Regions from separate parts of the Cricetulus griseus genome. Here region 2 is linked to region 1. The links are chromatin contacts, called in public Hi-C maps. All regions are on one chromosome and are shown on one strand. The core of a region is the stretch at or near the end of the contact, and the rest is flanking DNA. Distances in the headings are between cores, read along the strand shown. Region 1 has its middle 40 kb from the start of Pcbp1. Region 2 holds the start of LOC103159269.

Region 1 (7,747 bases), core at 5,162-7,661:
GAGGGGATAAAAGGCTAAGAGGAGGAGGGTGATGAAGGGGCGAGGAGAAGGGGCGGGGTGCAAGTGGAGGCTCTGAGAACGAGAATGGGAGACAAGTCCTGTACCCACCTCTTACTCCACAGGCTCAGTCCTGAGGCCTCCAAGGTGGGTCAGTGGCCTCTTCTTGCAGTGGACTTTAAGACAGCGCAGCCACTTCTGGGCTCCGGAGGACCATCTCAGGACCAAGGCATGGTTTAGGTTCTGGCCATCAGGTGTTAGTGGCCTTGAGCAGGACAATGGGCACCTGAGACCTGGCTTTCCTTTGCATGGGTACCCCACAGACTTGGTAGTCCAGTGTTTTCTGTCATTCCCCAGCCCCAACCAAACGAAGCTTCCTTCGAAGCTTTGTGTTCTGTGCTAACTATGGCTGTTAGCAGAACCTTCTCCCATTCCTGTAAGCCCCAAGTCCCGGTGGCAAAGAAGTTACAACGTGGAACCTGCTCAGAACTCAAAGTGGGTAGCAGAGTTTACTCTAACACCAGCCTAATTCCTTGTCCCTGGGGACCACAGCACACACAAGTGGTCTTGAGACACCCTTCCTGCCCTCCCAGAGTGCCCACCTTCTATGACAGTGCCAAGGCATTCGTGAGAGAATGTCCTGTCCCCCAAGGACAAGCCAGACCTAGGTAGCTTGAGCAAGGTCCAGCAGACAGGGTCACACAGGATTGTCTCTTGGAAGGTGTTATAAGGCAACTTTCCCCACATTCCCTGACTTTAGAAAGTCAGAAAGTGAGACGCTGAGGTCTGGTGACCATCCTCTTAGCTTGGAAAAGTGAATTCCTTCCTCTCAGCAGGAACATAATTGAGCTGTGGTCTTGGGGACTTCTCCCAGGACCTCCTGGGGGTGTGAGTTAGCTGTGACCTTCACCTCGTGTTCTCTTTTGACCACTTTTGTCATGTTTGTTAGTACTTTGGGTTTCCGATGAAAGACAGCTTTTGAGGTTAAAAAAAAAGAGGGGAAGCAACCCCCACTGCTTGTGGCCTTCAGCGGGGAATGGAAGAGCCCACTGTCAGAGTCCTTTTTTATCGGGATCTAGCAGGAGTCACCCTTTTTGCACCTGCTACTCTTAGAAACCCACAGTGCCTGTGAGAGGGACTCTGCTCCATGCTCTGAGAACAGCAGCCTGTACATAGGTCTTGCTGGAGATAAAAGAAAACTACAGGCAGAATGTTAGGTTCACACACTCAAATTCCCCCCCCAATGTCTGGTTTTTGAGGCAGGGTCTCACTATATAGTCCAAGCTAGCCTCAGCCTCAGGGTCCTGTCTGAGCCTTCCTAGTGCTGGGGTTGCAGGTATGCAGTTTCCTGACTTCCCCCTCATGGAGAACTTGGTAGAAGTGTGGCAGAGAACACCCAAGGATAAGGCTGACAGTGAATGGGGTATGTGTTTTGTAGTGGTTCTTTGTAGTGGTCCCAAGCTTTAAAAGCAGTGGCTCCTTGTCATGTCCAGAGGCTTTCTGAGCCTGGTTGATAGAACCTGTGTAGATGGGTTCTATCTTTTGCCTTTGCTGGGAAAGCAGCAATTCCTTTCCTGAATTGGCCATCATGAGACCTACAGGCACAGGCCCTCAGCAACAGACTAGCTAGGGTTTGAGCAGCAGTATGTACCTGAGTATTCGTTTGTGTCAGAAACTGGAGAGCTGGGGATGTAGCTCAACTGGCCCCTTAGTGTGGTGCCCATGCTTGTAATCCCAACATTCAGGAGATCGAGGCAGGAGGATTAGACTCTTGAAGGTCTGCCCCAGCTATTTAGACATTTCAGAGCCAGTTTGGGCTATAGGTAACCCTGCTACAGAAAAATAAAAAGGGCAGGAGAGATGACTGGGCAGTTAAGAACACTGGCTGCTCTTGCAGAGGACTTGAATGCAGTTCCCAGAGTCCATATGATGACTCAACCATCTGCATCTCAGTTCCAGGAGCCTGACTCCCTCTCCTGACCTTCATGGGCTCTAGGCACACATGTGGTGCACAGATATAAATACAAGCAAAACACTCGTACACATAAAATACTCTTTTCAAGGAAAAAGGAACCATGAAGAACTAAGGGGGGGGGATTCCTAAGAAGAATAGCAGGAAGTGCTGCCAGGGCCCGTGCTGACGTTACCTAGCCAGGTCTCTACCACAGGAACTTGAATGAAATAATTTTCTTGGCCTGGTGGCTCCTGTGGCAAGAAAGAGGAGCTCCAACCCACTGTCCTCAGTAGTCAGCAGCAGCCAGTGTTTAGTTTACACACCCTCCATTCTGTGAACTTGCTTTCTTACCTTGGACCAGCATGAAAGGATCAGGGCCACATCTGAGCCCTTCAAATCAGCAGTGGCTGGGGAGATGAGGGAAAGGGCAGAGAAGGGAAGCAGGAAGCCTCCCAGGGCAAGCTAAACAGTGTCTACTGTCTGCCTCTTGCAGACACTTTAAGGAAAGTGATATCAGTACAAGGCAGAGTAGGAAATTCTAGATGAAGGCACAGGCTGGCTCCTCTGGGTCAGGGAGGGGAGCTGGCTGGGGGAGGAGATGCAGATGGACACAGTATCCGGAGGTGGAAAGGAACTGTTACGGCCACACTGGGAAAGCTGCCACTGGAACTGATACAGACCTGTGGTCATCTGAGCTCTCAGCTGCTAAGTGCATGGAAAGACATGGCTGTAGCGGGAAAGGGAAGTGCCAGTTCCAGAGCGAGAGGAGACATGGTCCTCATCGAGCCATTTGTGCAGCCATTATTAACTGGCAGGCACTGGGCTGGGCTTTGGTTAGAAAGCTCTGTTCCCAAAATGTTTCTGTCCTTTGAGGATTGAATATGAGAATGAGATTCATGTGTCAGACAGGGACAATGTTCTTGAGAAAGTCAAACAATGTAGGGAGCAGGAGGAAGTATAGAGTCGGTTCCCTCTCTGTTGTTTTTAAAGCAGGATGTGGGCCTTATTGGTGGGCAGGACACAAAAGGCAGCATGGGGAAGCCCTCAGTCTCTTTCTTGTCCAGGTAGCTGTGATCGGAGATATGTTTGATTACCCACTTCTCAGCCACCGTGATTTCAAAGTAAGCTGGGTATGACAGCTCTTGACTGATCTCAGTGCTCTGGAGGCTGGGGCACAACCACTAAGTTTGAGATCAGCCTAGGCAACAAGGTAGAGGACAAAGGATTGTAGCCCAGGATTGGTAAGAGTGTTTGCTTAGCATGCACAAAGCCCTGGGTTAGACTCTCAGCACCCCGTAAACTGTACCCAGTGGCACACACCTGTGATCCCCATGCTGAGAAGGTAGAACCAGAAGGATCAGAAGTGCAAGGACATCAACAGTGTAATTAGCTCAAGGCTAGCTCAAAGCACATTCATCAGTGCTTGTAACCCTGTTCCTTTGAAATAGGGACCTTCTAGCCAGCTGGGAACCTCTGCCTCTCTCTGCAATGCTAGAGAATGAACCCAGGGCCTTGTGCATGCTCTGTTCATGCTCCACACTCAGCCCAGGATAGGGAGCTTGTACATACACCACACAACCACAGCTCCAAGCTCCTGGTTCTGCAACTCAGTATGGGTGGGCATGATGACCAGGTCACAATTTCTTGCAGATTTTCAAAGGTACTCTGCACACCTGACTGCAGCCTCAGGAAGTCAGAGGCATGAGCATCCACTGGGGCAGACCAGCTCCCATATACCTTAGGCAGCCCCACAGCTGCAGGCTGTGCGCAGGACAGAGGATGCTGAGCACACACTTGGCTCCTGTGGTTTTATTTCAAATTTTACATGAATTTTGTGTGAATAAATATAGAAATAAAGAAGCCCCATGGCCTTTATGAGATGGGTGGGGAGCTGACCATGTTATCTCTAGAGATAAATTTATAAGGATGACTCACTGAGGAAAAAATAAGTCAAGATCTCCAACTGGAGCACATTCCCTGAAAGCTAGGTATAGTGACAGGAAAAGGAAATTTCACTCTGTGTGAACACAAGTTCTGTGAGAATGAGTGTCACCTTGTGGGCTGTGGCAGGGGTGAGCAGGACAAGAGCTGAGGAAGCATGTTCCTGCCCAGGGTATGGGGCTGGGAACATGGAGGGAGGAGGTCAGCACTGAGACAGTGTGGCTGTGGGGCCCAGGGAACCCATGTACTTCCTTGACAGGTTCTCGGCAGCCTGTGCCAGGAAGGCCATCTCACCTTACCTGCCTCTTCTGATGCTGTCTTCCAAACTGTAATGTCTGTCATTCCAATATGAACACCGGTGCCATTCCACAGACATTTTATCACCTTTACACAGTCAAGGAAGTAAAGGTTTGTGGACAAAGCACAAAAGATCAAATATGGGATAATGTAAATCCTAGTGTCAACAGATCCTGCTACAAAGCCAAGAGGTGCCCAGCCCAGCATCAGGTTATCTACACTAACCTGTAGGACTGCTGAACTGTGGTCCCAGATGCTCTCTTTGAAGCCGAGTGGTTAGGGAATGAGCATGAGTCTGCACAGCATGTGGAGGACTGTCTGCTGAGCTCTACCTAGTAACTTACCTAGCTGAAGATTGGAAGAAATATCCTGGCCTCCTATCAGAAGGGGAGCTGGAAGATGGGATCCTAGCCGACTCAACTGAGCTCTCCCTCTGCCTTTTTCTAGCTCTTCTGCCATGAAGTTCTGGTTTCCTCTGCGCATAAGGCTTAGACTCATCTCTCTTGGTCCTTCAGGCTGAGACATTGTGTAAAGAGATGCTGCTGGGCCCTTCCCTTCCCATCTTGCTGACCACTTTAGTAAGTTAGTTAATGGTACCCTTACATAAACAGGATTGTCCCTGCTTGCTTCCACTGCACAGAGAACTGCCTGAAAATCACCCAAGAACATGTGTAGGAACCTGTTTCTGTGGTTTCCCACACCACAGAAACACGAAGCCTGAGGACCAGAGCACATGTGCAGGGTAACCAGAGTGCTTTAAACACATGTCTGGGTAGCACTCGGAGAGACCACCAAAGCAGCCATACTTGCCTAAAGTGGAAGCTGTCTCTCGATAACACACTGCTGACCTGATGACTACTGTAAGCCACTTCTTCCTACTAGCACTGCTTTAATTCAGCAGCTGCATCCTTTCTCTGGACTGTTGCTTAGCTGGTCTTCCTGTATCCACTCCTCCCTTACCATAACTGTCTGTTTTGTAAATTTGGGGTGTTAGGATTTGAACCCATGGCCTTGTCTTTAAGACAAACATTCCACTGAGATCCTTGTTTCAAGTTCATGCTGTTCCCTTGCTTACACCCTTCAGTGGAGCAGGGGCACAATTTACTTTCCTAGCATCCATGAAGCCCTGGATCTCATCCCCAGCACTCAGCAGGCAGAGGCAGGAGGATCTCTGTGAGTTCAAGGCTAGCCTGATCTACATACAGAATGAGTTCCAGGACAGCCAAGGCTGCACAGAGAAACCCTGTCCCCCCTCCCCCCAAAAAGAGAAGACAGTGAACTTTGCTCACTCACCTTTGTGATTCCCACAGTGCTCAAAGCCTAGGCGTGTTTGTGATATTTGCTGAAGTTGTGATTTGTGACCGGGGAAATGAGTAGGTGAGCCCTGTCTGTTTGCCTGCACTTGCCTGACAAGCCCAAAGTGGATCGATCACCCTTGGTCCCAGCACCCCAGGCCCTTTACTCATCCTGCATAGTGAACAACCAAACACTGCTCTTTACCATGTGTGGCATGCAGGCCCCACAGGTGTGGAAAGTCACCACACGTTCAGGGAGGCTTGGACCCAGGTTTTCCACATCCTCAGGACAAATGTGGTCCATGACTCTAACACAGTCAGATCAACTCAAAATCCACACACATCCTTCAACCAGGCTCCTGAGTCTAGATTATGCCATCATGAAAGAAAAACAGTCCTTACCAGATGGCTTTGTTTAGCTTAGTTTTTATTTGATTGATTTTGGGTTGGTTGGCTTGTAAATAGGGTCTCAATGTGTAGCCCAGGCTGGCCCAGAACTCAGGGTCCTCCTGCCTCATCCTCCCCAGTCCTAGAATTACCAGCATTGGGCACCATATCAAGCTAGAAGGGACTGGGATGGGACTAAGGGTTAATACCTGCTGTTGAACTCTATTTTGTAAACTTGAAAGATTCGGTGTGTCTCCACAAGGCCACCTCTGACATCTTTGAGTTAACTTTTTCAGTGTCTCAAGCCAGGATGTCCTGACAGGAAACCTGAGTAACACCAGGTTCTTTCTTCCTGTCCATGAGTTTTGTGTGGGTGAGTGCAAGTCACTTCCTTGGAAGTGCCTTGGCTTTGCTAGGCCCTGCACATGTGCTGGGGAGCCTCCAGGGTCCTCTGCTCTTTGTCCTCAGCACTCTAACAGCACTCGAGGGAAGGAAGCACTGGGGCACATCCTCTCAGGAGTCCAAGGGCTGTTGTAAATGTCTGAGGTCTGGCAACACTTAGCATCTGTGAAAGCAACTTGTTTTCAGACAGACCACATGGAGCACACCTGGTAGAGGTCTCAGGTCACATGCATTATTAACAAGAATTGTAGCTAAGGAAAACTAAAAGCCACAAGCTATGCCTGTCAGGGCTAAATTAACACTGGAGAGGTTTAATGAGTTACCAAAGATTGTGTGACTTAGAGTTTATACTTCAGCTATCTGTGATCTTTGCGGTATGAAAGCTATTTCCCCCAAAACACTAAGAAGAGGTGCAAAGAAGCAGAGGTAGGCAGATTTCTGTGAGTTCTAGGACAGCCCTACCTACACAGTGAGTTCCAGACAGCTGGGACTACATAGTGACACCTGGTCTTAGAAAGAAATAGTGGAGCCTGGTGGTGGTGGCGGTGGCGCACACCTTTAATCCCAGCACTCGGGAGGCAGAGGCAGTTGGATCTCTGTGAGTTCGAGGCCAGCCTGGTCTCCAGAGCAAGTCCCAGGACAGTCTCCAAAGCTACACAGAGAAACTATGTCTCGAACCACCCCCCCAAAAAAGAAAAAGAAAATGGATTTTTATTTTATTTTTCTTAGCAAAGTACTCCAGACAAATAATAGTCAACTGAAGGCATCAGAACAATCCTCACAGAGCTCTCAGAGCAGGAATTGAGTCTCAAGTTTCTGTCCCCAACTCCCGGCCTCAGACAGCTGTAAATGCATATCCCATGTGGATCCAGTCTCTGAAATACTGAATGGAAATTTACTGGGGCCCTCTAGGAGGCTAGACTCTCACACAAACTGACCTGCCCCAGGGGACTCTCCACTGTGCCAGATATTTTATGAGGATCGGCATTCCCAGTTGATTGAGTCGGCAAAAGGAAACCAAAGAACTGTGTCTTAAAACTGATTTATCCTGCTTAATTGTCCACAGGGGACACTCTACTCTAGGCCAGGAGTTGGACAAATATGAGGTTTGTAGATTCTGTGAAAATGTGGGAGATTTTTGTGTCGTTTTGGTTTTTTTAGAGACAATGATCAGCAGCAGAGTGGCAGAGAGGTTGGATGGCCTTGCAGGAAGATGACACCAGCAGAGGAGAGAGGAAAACATAGAGCTCTCCAGGTTTTTCTGGAAAAGGAGAGTAAAGGGCAAGCAGAGGACTGTTGACCATCAACTTCAGAAAGGCTTCCCAGCTCAACTGCTCTGGGGTTTCCCAAGTCAGGGAAAAAGTGCTGGCTGTCCAGAAATGAAACGGTCCTGCTAAGAGCAGCAGGAAGTTGGAAACCACCAAGGGCTGCATAAAAAGGGACATAGGGCACCCTAAGATGTGTGTCTAAACAA
Region 2 (7,397 bases), core at 6-2,505, 38 kb after region 1:
AAATATGGATCCCAGCAATAACAGCTGAACAGAGAATGTGATTTTCTTTTTAAATTCTTAGCAGATGATAAAGTGTAGAAACTGAACACTTACAAATTATTTAAAACCTGGAATCACTGACCAGAAATTACACAGTTGGATCATGGGAAAACAGCAGAAGGGGGTTACGAGCGAACCTACACTGTTCTAGCTGCACCCCATGCCCTTCTCAGAGGAAAGCCTGGCATTGATGAGATACTGGGCCAGGCTGATACTGGCAGCCGAGCCGGTGATAGTGACCTGCCTTCCAGAAGAGCCTTCCACTGGGTTGGCAATTTTGATCTGGGCCCCGGACATCTGGCGGATCTCATTGATGTTGGCGCCTTGGCGCCCGATTATACAGCCGATTAAGTTATTTGGAATGGTGAGTTCATGGGTGGTTTGAGTAGATGCATCCAAACTTGCCCAATAGCCTTTCACCTCTGGAGAGCTGGAGTCAATTCCGGCGAATCCCGTCCCGCCGTGCATCATGGCAAAGTGAGACTGTTGTCTTGCCACCTGGTTCAGCTTGGCCAGATCGAGCGGAGAAATGGTGTGTTGTCCTTGAATCGAGTAGGCGTCTAGAGGTGGTCCCTCCAGGTCGTGGGTGGCGTGGGGGTAGCCCGCCGCGTCGCTGCAGCGATCTTGGCCGCCCGCGCAGATGACCGGCGAGCTGGCCGGCATGGGCTGGTACGGGATGGTCATGACTCTCCCTTGCGGAGACTGGGAGAGCGTCTCCAGCATGACCAGGCAGATCTGCTTGACACACTCGGTCACCGACTGCGGCACGCCGGCGATAGTGATGGCCCGCTCGGTCGAGTTGGGCAGCATATCCCCCGCCACCTGGACCTGGGCCCCCGTGCTCTCGCGGATCTCCTTGATCTTGCAGCCGCCCTTGCCGATCAGAGAGCCGCACTGGGTGGCGGGCACCACCAGCCGGAGGGTGACCGGGGGCCTGCTGGCCGCCGTGCTGTTGGTCATGGAGCTGTTGATATCTTCCTCCAGCTTGTCGATGATCATGGCGAAGGCCTTAAAGATGGCATTGGTGGGCCCAGTCAGCGTGATGATTCTCTCCGGGCAGTTCCCCTCCGAGATGTTGATCCGCGCGCCGCTCTCCTCGCGGATCCTCTTCACCGACTCCCCTTTCTTCCCGATGATGCTGCCTACTTCCTTTCCGTGCATCAGCAGCCGAATGGTGAGAGTCACGTTGAGTCCGCTTTCAGTCACACCGGCGTCCATGGCGAGCGGCGGGCGGCGTTCGGGAGTTGGGCTCGTTACGTGGTCAAGTCCTGGGCGGCTGGCGGGGGAGGGGAGGAGTAGGCCCGAACTGCCGGCGCGAGCGAGCGGGGGCCGCGGGAGCGGGCGGGCGCGGGAGGGAGGCCGCGGCGGCGTCGCAAGGCGAGCGGCGGCGGCGGCGGGGGCGAGCGGGGCCGGGAACGGCGGACGGGCGGGTGGGCGAGGGCGCGGCGGTGGCGACTCCGGCGGCAGCCTCGGCGGTCTGGGCGGGGCGGGAAGCCCGCTTTCAACCCCGCGTACCCTCTGACCCCGGAAGTACTTGCCGCGCAGGACCCCTAGGAGAAGAGAGAGAAAAAAAAAAAGAGGACCGGCTTTTTTTTAGGTCACAAGACTGCGCCAGCGCGCGCGCGGCACTTGAGAAAAGTAGCCCGGTGGCTCGGCGGGAGGCGAGGAAACGCACAGCGAGGGCGCACCTGGGGACCCGGCAGGGTTTGAGAGGGAGCACGTGCTTTATGAACTCTGGCGGCACCGGCAGGGGGCTGCGAAACTTATTGTTTTGTGACGGAGACGGGCGCCGCTCGCCCGCCCGCCCCGCCGATGAGTTCGAGCGCGGAGCGATACAGGCATCCGCGGAAGCCACTGCAGGCGGTAGCCGGGGACGCCGCGGGTTTAAAACGTGCGCGCGAGGTGGCCCAGGCGCATGCGCAAGGGCGAGGGGGGGCCGAGCGAGGCCCACGGCGTCTTCCGGGGGGGAGGGGCGGCGAGGCGAGGCGCGGCCCGGCGGGCGGGCGGGCGAGCACGCGCTCTGGTGGGCACGTGGGGCCTCTTCGTCCCCGGCGTCCGGGCGCCTCGTCCCAACCCCCACCTTGGCCTCAGTCCGGTGGCCGCGTCCGGTGCGCAGAAAGAGTTGAGACGCGCCTACCCCGGCATGCGCCGCTCCGGCGGGCGGGCGAGCGGGCGAGCGGCAGCTGTGGGGGTTTGGGCAAGTGTTAGTTAGGCACAGGGCCGCGAGGAGAATGGCGTCCATTTACATAATGCTTTGTTTGCGTTTTGTTGGCCTGTGTCCGTGAAGCCCTCAGAAGCCCCACCTCCCGCCCTTGCGTCGCGTCTCCCGCGGCAGCCGCCGCGGACCTTAGAGCAGGAGTGCGCGCCGAGGCGGCCGGCGTGGCCCCGCACGACCACGCTCTGTGGAGGCGGCCAACCCCCGGCCCGGCCCCGGCCCGGCCCCGCCGCCGCCGCCGCCGCCGCCATCTTGGGAGGTCTCCCTGACCGAGTTCCTCACGCCGGGAAATGGCCATCGAGACGCTGCCTTGCCCTCTCCCGGCCCCAGGGGCATGGCCAGACTAGAGGAGGTCGTGCGAATGTGTTTAATGCCTCAGAGAAAGGGCTAACCCGGCGCTCCTCCGCCCCCTTTCATCCCCACAGTGGGGAAGGCCGGCAGCCATGTTTCCCAACAAAATGGCGACACGTGTCGCCAACGAGAAATTGGGGTGGGTCCGAAAGCTCTAGAACGTGGTGTCTGATCATTCTCAATCCTTCCCCACGTCCGGTCAGGAGGAAATGGCAGGCCGCTTTTGGGAGTTTGTGGGCAGAAATCTACGTCCTCCGCCTCCTTTGTTGGGCGTGTGAATAACTAGAAGGCAGGCCTAACGTTGAGTTTTTTTTTTTTTTTTTTTTTTTCCCTAAATTGGATAACGGCCGGCAGGTGTGTTTGCAGCACCTAGCCAAGTACCCAGGCATCTGTTTTTCTAGACCTTGAACAGGTTGTGGTGTTAAGTGATTAAAAATTTTATAGTTAAGCCATTAGAATGCCAGTGACTCATTCCACTGTCCAGTGACCCGCAAGTTCGCAGTTATGTCCACTTTGATAGTCAAGAGGAACCGATGGTGATTGTAGGTCAATTCAGATTCCATTCTAAACATTTCACTACATTTTTTTTTTTTTAATCACAGTCCCCTGATGTGAAGTGGGCATTTATTTCTCTTTCTCTCTCTTTTTTTTTTTTTTTTTTTTTTTACCCCCCAACAGAGTAAGACAAACGCAGAGAGATTATGGCGAATGGAATCCATATCCTTCTGATTTCCTTACTGGTGAGCACCTGTTGCAGATTTTTTATTTAAATCAGTTGTTTTTTTATTTTTTTATTTTTTTGCAGAGCTGGAGGGTCTTAAGACATAGGGTCTTAAATTTGCCAAACTCCACATTCTCAGCCCGTGTGTTTTTCAGTGCAAAGTCACTATGAAGCCCAGCTTACCCTGATCTCTGGATCCTCCTGTCTCATCCTTTTAGATACTGGAATTAATAGGCATATGCTACCTGAAAGGTTCAGGCATTATGCTGGCCTGCCCCTGTTACCTGGTGGAACTAAGTCTGTTACCATGGGAACTAAGTGCACGCAGGTGCAGAGGACCCCTTTATGCTCTCTGCTTTCTCTCTCTTCACCCCCCCCCCCCTGTCTGTCTCTCTGGCGACTGGCCATGGCGGTCAGCCATTTACCCCTGTTCCTCTTCTCTTAGTCTCCCTACTCTGCTGGGCCCCTATAATAAACTAGTCAACATGTCTTATGTCTCAGCATTTCTCTTTTCTTCGTTCTAAACAAAAGAATAACTTCCCACTGGCAGGATTATAGAATGTAAATGTTACAGGACATGATAACCTTTCAACTAGCACTGGGGAGTCAGAAACAGGTAGATTTCTGAGACCAACCGGCTACATAGCAAGACCTTGTTTCAAAAAGAAAGAATTTAAATGCTGTTTTCGGTGCCCCCCCCCCATAGGATTGTCCTGGAGCTCACTGTTTTGTTTTGTTTTGTTTTTGTTTTTTCTTTTGTTTTTCGAGACAGGGTTTCTCTGTGGCTTTGGAGGATGTCCTGGAACTAGCTCTTGTAGACCAGGCTGGCCTAGAACTTGCAGAAATCCGCCTGCCTCTGCTTCCCTGAGGGCTGGGATTAAAGGCATGCCCCACCAACACCCAGCTGGAGCTCACTCTTGTAGACCAGGCTGACCTTGAACTCAGAGATTGAACCTGTCTCTGCCTTCCAGTTCTGGGGTTAAAGGCCTGTGTCACTACTGCTGGCGAGCTAGTCATTTTATTTATATTTATTTTGGTTTTTGAAGACAGGGTTTCTTTGTGTAGGCCTGGATGTCCTGGAACTACCTCTGTAGACCAGGCTGGCCTAGAACTCATAGAGATCCTTCCTTCTACCTCTGCCTCCCAGGTTCTGGGATTAAAGGTTTGAAGGCTTGGGCCACCACTGCCAGCCAGCATGTCATTTTTAAAAGATAACCAATTGCTGAATCGATAGCCCCTACTTGTGTGTTTAGTGCCTTCCAGTTTTTTCTGGTGTTAGTTGTAAGGATTCAGACATGATGCTGGCCTGCCCCTGCCGCCTGGCAGAGTGCACTCAGACAGTACCGTGGTCAGCCCAGGGTTCCATGATTGCGTTGTGTGGTGCAAAGGTCCCCTTTAAAAGAAAGACCCCAGTCCACTTATGCTCTCTCTTTCCTCTGCCTTCCTGAAGTTCCCCTGGGGCAGACAGGACATTTCCTGTGTCCCTCTTCTCTTCTGTCCTCTCTGTGTGTCTTAACTCTTTTCTCTTTCTTCCCCGAAATTCCCTTTCTAATAAAACTACTCACTAAGCTCTTTCTGTCTGGCATGTTTGTCCTGTCCCAGATGTCGTGTCTCCCCCCCCCCCCCCCTGTTATCCTCGTCTGCATGGACCCCCACTCAAGCTTTATTCTAACATTAGTGACGTTTAGGCTCAAATATTATTTAAGAAGCCTCTGGATGAGGACTGGAAATGGAAGTGATTGAGTCTTGTCCAAAAGTTCAAGTATCTGCTAACCTGGCCTCCTCTGGCATATCTTTATCTACGTGGCTTCAGGGGAGCAAGCATTTTCTGTATGGCTCACTTTCCTCAGTTACTCTTGTGGTGGTTTTCTGGCTTCCCCATCCCAATACCTTAGCAGATAAAATAAGTGATTTTGCCTGGCTCCAATCCTTCATAATCTGTGGACTCCTCAATGTAACTGGTAGTGTGCCAAGCAACAAACATGCACCTAAGTGCCTTTGACTGTGGGCATCAGGGAGAGAAGAGCTTTGTGTTTGGATTTACAGTGAGATGATGTGTCAAACATTCCAGATTAACATTATTTTACTTAATTGTGCAAACAGCTTTATAGGTACACAATATCAGCAATGACAATAATAGATAGCATGAAGTGTGTGCTAGGCACTTACAAGCATTATTGGGTGCTTTAATTCAATGCTTATCACATTTTGAAAAGGGAAGCATTGAAAAAAATTTCTTTTTGGTTTTTTGACTCAGGGTTTCTCTGTGTAGCTCTGACTGTCTTGGGATTTACTCTGTAGACCAGGCTGGCCTTGAGCTCCACCTGCCTCTGCCCCCCTGAGGCACTGGGATTAAACGTGTGTGCCACTACCGCCTGTCAAAGAAATAAGTTTATATCACTCACATAGGCACACACATATATAACAAAACTATTATAAAATATCATTACTACTTGGAATATTCTGGAAATTTCTGCCTGTTTCTTTATATTCAAAGAAAATAAGAGCCATTATAACTAAAGTAATTAAAGCCCATAAGTAGGTTATGACAGATGCACATGTTTAATCTCTCAGAACTTGAAGAGAGTGGTAATATTTCCATTTTACAGAGGTAAAGGACTTCAGTCTAGGCCATTTGAGTTGAGAAGCTATATGTTGAACCTCTAAACTACAGATGGATTTTGCTGGGTGTCTCTTCTTGAATGGTGACAGAGTAGATTAAAGGAATTTAAAATATTAATAAGCACTAAAAAGTCAGGCAATAGAGGGAGGCTTGGTGGTCTAAACCTTTAATCTCAGCACTCTGGAGGCAGAGGCAGGAGGATCTTTGAGTTTGAGGCCTTCCTGGCTTACATAGTGAGCACCAGGACAGTTATGGATCTGTCTCAAAACAAACCAAAAACCAAAATTAGGTAATAAAAGAATGAAATTAAATATAATGAGGAAGTGTCCTAATTGAGAAAATTCTGGTTCTGAATTTTCCACTTTTAAAGCTATTAGCTCAGGCTGGAGACCTGGCTTAACAGTTAAGAGTACCTCTTCCAGGGTACCTGTGTTCAATTCTCTGAACCCATGTGGTGGCTCACAATTTGTTAGCTCTAATTCTAGGGGATCTGACACCCCTTTTCTGGTGTCTGGAGGAACCAGGCATGTAAGTGACACACAGACATACATTCAGTCAAAAATACCCATACACATAAAATAAAATTTATAAAAAGAGCTGGGCAGTGGTGGTGCACGCCTTTAGTCCCAGCACCGGGGAGGCAGAGGCAGTTAGATCTGTGAGTTTGAGGCCAGCCTGGTATAGAGAGTGAATTCCAGAACGGCCAGGGCTACACAGAGAAACCCTGTCTTGAAAAAAACAAAACAAACTCAATATATAATAAGACTACTGAGGCAGGAAAGACTTAAAATAGGCAGATTCAGGATGAAAAGCCTGATGTGGTTAAAATTTCTACTTGTATATTTATATGTATTTTATAATAATCATGAATTAATTGTATATATTTATAAATATATTTCCTCTGTTTGTTTGGTTTTTATTTTTGGTTTGTTTGTTTTTGTATTTTTCCACACCGGGTTTCCCTCCTGGAACTAACTCTGTAGACCAGGCTGGCTTCAAACTCACAGAGATCCGCCTGCTCCTGCCTCCCAAGTGCTGGGATTAAAGGTGTGCACCACTACTATCAACACCAGACTAATTTCATCTTTTTTTTGTTTTTGTTTTTTTTGAGACAGGGTGTCTCTGTGGCTTTGGAGGCTGTCCTGGAACTAGCTCTTGTAGACCAGGCTGGTCTGGAACTCATAAAGATCCTCCTGCCTCTGACTCCAGTGCTAGGATTAAAGTGTTCGCCACCACCGCCCGGCTCATCATTTTTTTGAAAGTTATTTTTAATATTTTCATTTTATGTGTGTTTTTGCATACATGTGTGTATATGCACCCAGTTTGTGAAGTGCCTGATGAGGCCAGAAGAGGATGTTAATTACCCAGATCTGTGTCCTTCCTGGGTTTAAGTGCTCCCATCTATAAAACAAAAGGCCAACTAATCTCCAAGCTCTTTTCTGATTTTT

The links. Hi-C and Micro-C count contacts between places; a contact is called where the count stands out from the background.
Region 2: a Hi-C map of liver shows a contact between it and region 1, with 4 times the contacts expected there. The contact joins the promoter of LOC103159269 here to the enhancer-like site in region 1. A contact is called at or near these places in 4 of 8 Hi-C or Micro-C datasets (the CHL-YN cell line, the CHO-K1 cell line, fibroblasts and 1 more).

What each region holds. Positions count from the first base shown.
Region 1 is chr8:58,238,855-58,246,601 of CriGri-PICRH-1.0, forward strand. No RefSeq gene overlaps it. Among named protein-coding and RNA genes, the nearest start is that of Pcbp1, 40 kb to the right of the region's middle. Within about 2 kb of position 6,412, at least 2 of the 6 cell types and tissues checked have open chromatin away from gene starts, as enhancers often do. A contact at or near this core is called in the CHO-K1 cell line, where this site is marked.
Region 2 is chr8:58,281,737-58,289,133 of CriGri-PICRH-1.0, forward strand. LOC103159269 reads left to right here and starts at 1,256. Exons shown (of 5, transcript XM_035449039.1): 1 at 1,256-1,274; 2 at 1,339-1,930; 3 at 3,284-3,345. The coding sequence starts at 1,256. It overlaps Pcbp1 (poly(rC)-binding protein 1), which reads right to left and starts at 1,436. Exons shown (of 1, transcript XM_027428603.2): 1 at 1-1,436. The coding sequence starts at 1,257. The coding sequence ends at 187.